Linked DNA regions of Mus musculus: region 1 is linked to region 2. A link is a contact called in public Micro-C data. All regions are on one chromosome and are shown on one strand. The core of a region is the stretch at or near the end of the contact, and the rest is flanking DNA. Distances in the headings are between cores, read along the strand shown. Region 1 holds the start of Vrk2 (vaccinia related kinase 2). Region 2 overlaps 5730522E02Rik (RIKEN cDNA 5730522E02 gene).

Region 1 (3,623 bases), core at 762-3,261, 490 kb after region 2:
ATGTATGTATGTATATATATATGTAATAATATATACATAATATATGCAATACTCTTGTAGAGGATGATCTGGGTTCAGTTCCCAGTGCCCACATGGCAGCTTATAACTCTCTGTAACTCGAGCTCTGGGGCCTGATATATTTGACCTCTTCAACTGGCACCTGTATACACACACACAAAATTAAAAATTAAAAATAAATTTCTTAAAAATTAAAAATATCTACTGTGTTTCATTTAAATCAATACTTCAAAATTTCATGTAGGAGTTTATTAATATTTAGCAACACTATAGAATGTAATTAATTATCATTGTATAGAAATTAGCAAATGAGTAACGCGATTAATATATAATTAATAAATATTAGAAAAAATGCTTGAAATTAGATGTGAAAGTAACCATGGTCTTCTTAGTATTTCTAGACTAAAACAAAAACAAAAACAAATAAACAAAACCATGGTAAAGCAACTTTGGAATTACTTCATATAGTTTACAATCCACCTGAAAGGGGAGTCAGGGCAGGAACTCAAAGCAGCAATTGCAGGCAGGTACTGAAGCCACCATGGCAGACCCCCCTGCTCAATAGCTTGTCCTGCTCCGAACTGGATCAACCAGCTTGGCTTTCTTAAACAAACCAGGCCCAAGGGTGGCACTGCTGGCCTGGGCCCTCCCCCATCTATCACTCCAACAGATCCGCATCTGCCCCTGAGTAAATCTAATGGAGGTATTTTGCCACTTGAATTAAATTTCTGTGGCCTTCTTCTGGAATGTGGGATTCCTGTTATCTGTAGAGCTGTAATCTCTAAGGCAAAGCTGTTCTCACATTGATGGGAGTGGGTAAGAGGGAGGGTCAGAAAACCAGAGAGCCTGAACTAGTCAGTGTCCTGATAGGACAGGTTAGCTTGTCATGGAAATCCTTGCTCGTGGAAGTCATTCGCAGGTGTTTTGCTTGGTGGTGGTAAGACACTACCAAAGGTCAGATGCGACCTTTGAATTTAAAGCTGTACCCTTCCCCAGCCACTAACAGCCTCACATTAATCTCAACATTCAACATTTGTCCCTCTTCCCAGATGGCCCTGCATGGAGACAAGTTGATAACAACAGCAAAATCTAACCAGGACAAATGCTTTCGTGAAAATTATTCAAAAATACTGACAGGGTACAAAACGTTTCTCTTAAGCTACCCATCTATGCTTAAGTAGTTTTCCCTCCTTCGCTTACTGAACCCAGTGCCTCCGAGGCGGCTGAAACTCCACTCCAGTGGGCTGAACAGAGCCCGGAGGAGAGCGGGAAATCTAAACCAGGAACAACTGGGCCACCGAATTGAAGGAGGTTGTGATTCACCGGGTTCCCTCAACAGGGCGGTATGTTGGACACACGCGCCAAAGTTGCTGGCTAAAGTTGGCAAGTCTTCCTAGAACAACTTCTAAGCGGGGCAGCTAAAAGTTTGGGGACTCGGTGCTTCCGGGGTGACGCTCGCCCGGTTCAAACGCTCCCTCCCGGCCTTGAGCGGCGACCCCGTCCCGGGGATGGCAGTCCGGAGCTGTGCAGAAGCGCCGGCCGGTTTCCGGGATGAGTCGGTACCGGGTGCGGGGGCTGAAGCTGGGCCTGCAGCGGGCCGGGACAACGCCGCGGCCGCCCGCCGGGCACTGAGCGTCGGAGCCGGGGTGGAGGGAAGACTGACCTGCCGCCGGAGTCCCCACAGCGCTGGTCTCCTAAGGCCTCGCAGCCAGGTGGGCCTCTCCGGGCTCCTCCCAGGGGCCGGGCGAGCCTGTGGGCCGCCTCCCGGCAGCCAGCCCTGGGAGCCCCAGAGTCTGGCGGAGGCCGCCCAGTGGCAGAGGCCGCCCAGTGGCAGAGGCTGCAGCGGTGGAGGGGCGGTACCGAGAGAGAGGGTTAGAGTTTCCAAGCACCGGACCCTGCCAAGGCCTGTCTGAAGAGCCTGCAGATTAACCTGGGGGTAGTAAACTGGGCCAGCGCTTACAGAAGAACTGAACCCTTCCTGTACCAGTTCTGAGTACCAACCCCTTTCAAATTGCTCAGATCCTTACCAACAGCTCGCCCAGCCTCTAGGCATACCCAGACAGCCTTGTAACTGGGAGGGCCTGTATCTATCTGGGTGTGTCACTTGCAAGTGACTGCCCTAGGCCTAGTTCTGTCATTTAATACTTGGATAATGTTTAAAACGAAAGTTACTACATTTCTACGTTCCCATCTGTAAAATGGAAAACATAAGTTATTGAGTTTTAAGGTTACTATGACAGCTGAGAGAAATATGTTAAGTATATAGAAATTCTTTAAGGATACACAACTTACATTTTAGAGCAAACAAACAAATCTTTATAAAAAAGACTGTTCAAACAGCACTTTAGTTTCTTACCTAAAAACACTCAATAATTGTCCAGATGCAAATACTGAAAGAAAAACAGCCATTTTCTCTGCGAAGGCTAAAGTTATGTTTTAAGTTTTAGTTACTATACTTTAAGAGACCTATAAAACAGCCTGTCAGTGGTGGCACAAGCCTTTAATCCCAGCACTTGGGAGGCAGAGGCAGGTGGATTTCTGAGTTCGAGGCCAGCCTGAGTTCCAGGACAGCCAGGCTACACAGAGAAACCCTGTCTCGAAAAAAAAAAAAAAAAAAAAAAAAAAAAAAAGGAGAGAGAGACCTATAAAACAAACAAACAAACAAACAAACAAATCTCTAATTTGTAAGTCCCACTTGCTCAAGGTAACTTCTAGGAATGCTGGAGGCTGTTGTTCAAGAAAGATAACAAGCTTGCCCAAACTGCACAAGATCTGCTTAGTCACATGTAGGTGGGAAGTAAATGGGCAGGAAGAATGTTTGCCCTTGATTCCACAAAGGCAGAAAGTGCATACCCTTGTGGGATTTGCCTTCATAAGCCCCTGACAAATGCAATATGGTGCCATACTCTGGAATTCCTGGTGTAGACTTGGCCTGTGTCCATCATTCCTGGCCAGTATTTAATAAAGCTTGATTCAAGAGTGACTCAAATATCATGGTAGTAGCTTTATTCTTGCCTGATGGTATTAATTCTATTTGCTAAATTTGGTGTAATAAGGAAATAGGATTTTACCAAACTCCAAAAATGGTAAACAGCATGAGACTATTTCTTAAAAGAACGGCATGATTTGGGTATAAAAACATTTTTAAAATGAATTTTGTAGACAGGGGTGTAGCTTTATCGGTAGTGTCCCTCTGACCTGTAGGAAGCCCTCAATAAAATCCCCAGCATCACAGTCAGCTATTGAATGGATCCCAGGGTCCCCAATGGAGGAGCTAGAGAAAGCACCCAAGGAGCTAAAGGGAACTGCAACCCTATAGGTGGAACAACATTATGAACTAACCAGTACCCCGGAGCTCTTGTCTCTAGCTGCATATGTATCAAAAGATGGCCTAGTTGGCCATCACTGGAAAGAGAGGCCCATTGGACTTGCAAACTTTATATGCCCCAGTACAGGGGAATGCCAGGGCCAAAAAGGGGGAGTGGGTGGGTAGGGGAGTGGGGGGTGGGTATGGGGGACTTTTGGGATAGCATTGGAAATGTAAATGAGGAAAATACCTAATAAAAAATTTTTAAAAAATCCCCAGCATATAAAACAGCTCCATA
Region 2 (3,919 bases), core at 444-2,943:
ATTGAAAATAGAAAAAGTGACAAAGGGAGAGAAAAAATACCTAAATGAGAAGATTTCTACAGTCTCTAACACCACAAAATGGTCTGGTGGGCAAAGCACCCAGCTGGCTAGCTCACTCTTTTGCTTTGAGTAGATTGTCAAAGGCTCTGTTTCAGTGAGTCTGACCTGGGGTTAAGGTCTGGACACTCTTTCCTTACCCCTGCTGTCCCTTCTTACTTCCCCTTGTCACTGTCACATTGGCTAGACCCATCCCTTTACCGCACAATTGTCATCTTTTACACCTGGAGGAATATCCCTTTCTTCTCAGCTGAAAGATGAAAAGTAGAAATATGAATCTGGAGGCTCTCTCTTGCTTCTGCTTCACCAGGAACGCATGCCCCTTAAGATGTAGTATCTTTTTAAAACTGCCATTCCTTTGAGTAAATAGTACTAATTCCAACACTTTTAAAAGAGGGGGAGATCTATCTGTGAATATAAATGAAGCAACAAATTCCACAACTAAAGATCTCGGGAGATTAAGGTCTAAATCAGAGGCACAGATGCAGATAAAATAATTGTATCATGAATGAAAATGTTACACAGTAAACTTCTAGAAAAACCAACCCCCACCTCCTTTTTTGAAGATAAAACTGCATAAAAATTGCTGCTATGGGTGAAGAAATAAAGTATGTTTTTAGTTTTCATTCCAGGGAGAAGATGAGATTCATTTTTATACCAGTTCCACAAAGGCTGACTAGCAACCTGCTTAGAATACAATAGACAGGATTTAAATTTTCTGTGCCTTTACATGGCTTGCTCATTTGCATGCTAGGCCCCAGAATGCTCTTCTCTCTCTGCCATTTCACAGAATCACTACGATCTGAGTGCTGGGAGCAAACTGCAAGGTTCAAGGGTGCTTGTGAGTTCAGCACAAAGCTCTTTTATCAGTGTGTTCGCAAGGGAAAATGTAGTCCCTTTCCCACCTCATTGGGCAACTTTTCCTTTGAGGGGCAGCTTCAAATATCTCCTCCCCAGAAACACCTCCTCAGCCCCGAAAGGGCTGTCGATGCCTCCACAAACTCGCCATGGGGACTACTAATGAAGAGATGAAATTAGTGTTGCCCTGGAAGGATTTTTGAAAAAGGTTCACTCCATCGGTTTGCATCCTGGTGTCATTTTCTCAAATTTCTTCATTTAAAAGATTACAAGTGGCTGTTATTCAAGCTCATAGGAAACTCCAACGGAGACACTGAAGGAAGAAAAAAAAAAGCTATCAATAGTTTACATTCAAATCCATTTCAGGATGATTAAAGTTTATGGAAATGTCCCAAATATCCAGATCAGTGATTAATAATTGAAAAGAAGAGAAAGAATAAACTTAAGACATTCTCTAGCTCGAAGAGAAAATATGAATCCAGTCGAATGATTGCAATCGGGTTTTAATGCCTAGACAACACATTCTCATCATAAAAAGACATACTGTATGTAACGAGAAATGTTCCCTCAGTGCAACATAAAGATCTTAGACAGGATGCTCTTAGTCAAAATAATAAAAGGACTATATTCATCAACAGATTTAAAACTGCAGGTTATCCTCATCACTGAGAGACAAGTGCTCCAAGGAACTGGAATGGAAAGGGATGGCGTTCCTATGTAAATAAGAGGGCGTGGTGCTGGAGAGGCGCTTTCTCCAGAGTTGCAAGAGCCCTCACAGCAGGAAATGTTTTATTGTAATGCAAATGTATTTGATTCCGCCCACCCCCCAAAATCCCCTGTCACTGTGTTCCTGTCTGAAGGATCATCACGGTATTTGCGGTTCTATTAAGCACCATTTTATATTAGCCTAATTTATGTAACCTGCCTAATAGGAATCGGAAACGTTACAGTTATTTTACTGGATCCAATTAGTATTTCATTGTTTTAGCCTGAACACAATATTGTACAATAGTCCTCAATACTCAGCTAAATGAGATAGGATGTACTCCACATAATACAATAAATGGAAGCATATGTTTTAAGCTAATTAAAACGCAGTTAAAACCTGCCTGAACTGAAAGCAATTGCATCCTTTAATATCTGGTGAGTGACTATTTTTTTTTTAATCTAATAATGAAATGTCATATCAGGGTGAACTTAAGGAAGGAAAAAAATACCAAAAGTTAAGTACTGAAAATAAGTGGACTAAATTACTAGCGGATTGTTTCCTGGAAACGCATTTCTCTTTGTACCTGTCACACAGCAATGGAGAGTGAATTCTTCTCAAGTTAAATACACAAATTCAAAAAACTGTGTAAACAATCACTGGTATAAATATCCCCAATCAGGCTAGTGTGAGGCTTTAAGCATTCCAACATATAAAAATAGTTTATCAGATTTTTTTTAACATCTGTTCGCTTTTATGAAATATATCAAGTACTCTATGTTCTGTGTATCAGAAATACTATATTTAGCAAAAACACTACACATCAAGAAAAAAATTTCAACAAGGATATTGCAAATGTGGCAAAATTATCAACATCAGTAGATATGAGGCTGGCATGAAAAAAAAAATGATCTGTTCTATCAAAATGTGAAAACAGTGATAGCAAGCACCAAGCATGGGGCTCCTAGCCGCATAAACCCCTCACAGATGTCTTCACACTGCAGGAACACACTTCTGCTTTAAGTTCCCAATGTTCTTATTGAGCTCATTTGCATTATTGTACAGACCCCTCTCTCCTCTGGGAACCACAGGCACCGCCTAAATACAAGTAGGGAATCTCTACTTCTAGCCAAGCCAAGAAGAGAAGATGCTGACACCTGACCCAATTAACAGCACATTTCTTCCTTAGTTTTATATTCTCAACCCCATTTCAATGAACAGAAAACAGAACTCACAGGTTTGCCAAGACATAACTTTCAGGAAAAAGAATGAGAAGGGTTTTTTGAATAGTAAAGGACAACCAAAATTTGAATTCTTAGCAAAATATCAAATGCAATATTTTTTCTGGGGAAAAAATTTTTTTTCATACTTGATAATGGTATAAAACATCACTGTAGCAAGCTCTCAGACGCCCTTGATTTTCCGCCGTGATATTATGATGGCTGCACCAAACTGAAGAGTGTGCTTCATGTTATTCCTTTTCACTTTGCTGTTAACTCCATAACAGCTGGCACCAAATACAACCACTTGTGATATAATGAGCTTGTGTAATGCTAGTAATTACAGAGTTAAGTTGGATAAATTCTTGGAGTACAAGAGAAGTATGTTTTCTGCCTGACAATAAATTAAAGGTGACACTCTAATTTAAAATTGCCTACAATCATATATAAAAATCAACAACAAAAAAATACTATGATTGAAACCACAGCTCAAAATTTGCCACGTTTGACTATATCCATCTCATATTTGTTTATGATACCTGTCATTTCCATCTATTATTTAAACACTTTTTATGTATTTCTGAATTATGAAGTATGTTTGTGATAATCATACTTATGAATTTGAAAGCTCAAGTCATGAATGTTACATGTTTTGCTTTCCTTGTCAATAAATATATTTGAACAGAAGCCAGGTAACCAAACCATAATATTCGATAAAGATACCAACAGGACTGTGTACTTTGAGGAAAACACCAGACCAGGTTTTGCTTAGATGTTCTTGGCAACCACATAAACATTACCTCTCTTCCAGCAAAACCCACGTATACCAAAGAACTATTTTTCTTTAGTTAATATTTTAAATATATAAATTGTGTACTTTGGAGCCTACATTATGAGTCATAAAAAAATGGAATTCAGGCAGCAGCTGCAAGTAGAGACTCAAACATTCAGGAGCTTGGGCTTGGTTTGTCAAAAAACACCCAATGCAAATTATATAAGGGGTCTTAGAGACATGACAGTAGGACCCCTCTCAACACAAACAAAGCAACTATTGAAACTTCAGTGAGAACCATGACTC

What was found. A called contact is a pair of places that touch in the nucleus more often than the background predicts.
Region 1: a contact with region 2 is called in a Micro-C map of embryonic stem cells, with 4 times the contacts expected there. The contact joins the promoter of Vrk2 here to the enhancer-like site in region 2. A contact is called at or near these places in 1 of 39 promoter capture datasets (cranial neural crest) and 2 of 484 Hi-C or Micro-C datasets (cerebral cortex and embryonic stem cells).

What each region holds. Positions count from the first base shown.
Region 1 is chr11:26,591,909-26,595,531 of GRCm38.p6, forward strand. Vrk2 (vaccinia related kinase 2) reads right to left here and starts at 2,012. Exons shown (of 13, transcript NM_027260.3): 1 at 1,682-2,012.
Region 2 is chr11:26,102,223-26,106,141 of GRCm38.p6, forward strand. The region is part of intron 1 of 5730522E02Rik (RIKEN cDNA 5730522E02 gene); the gene reads right to left. Among named protein-coding and RNA genes, the nearest start is that of Mir6372, 98 kb to the right of the region's middle. Within about 2 kb of position 1,694, at least 27 of the 459 cell types and tissues checked have an H3K27ac peak or open chromatin away from gene starts, as enhancers often do. A contact at or near this core is called in embryonic stem cells, where this site is marked.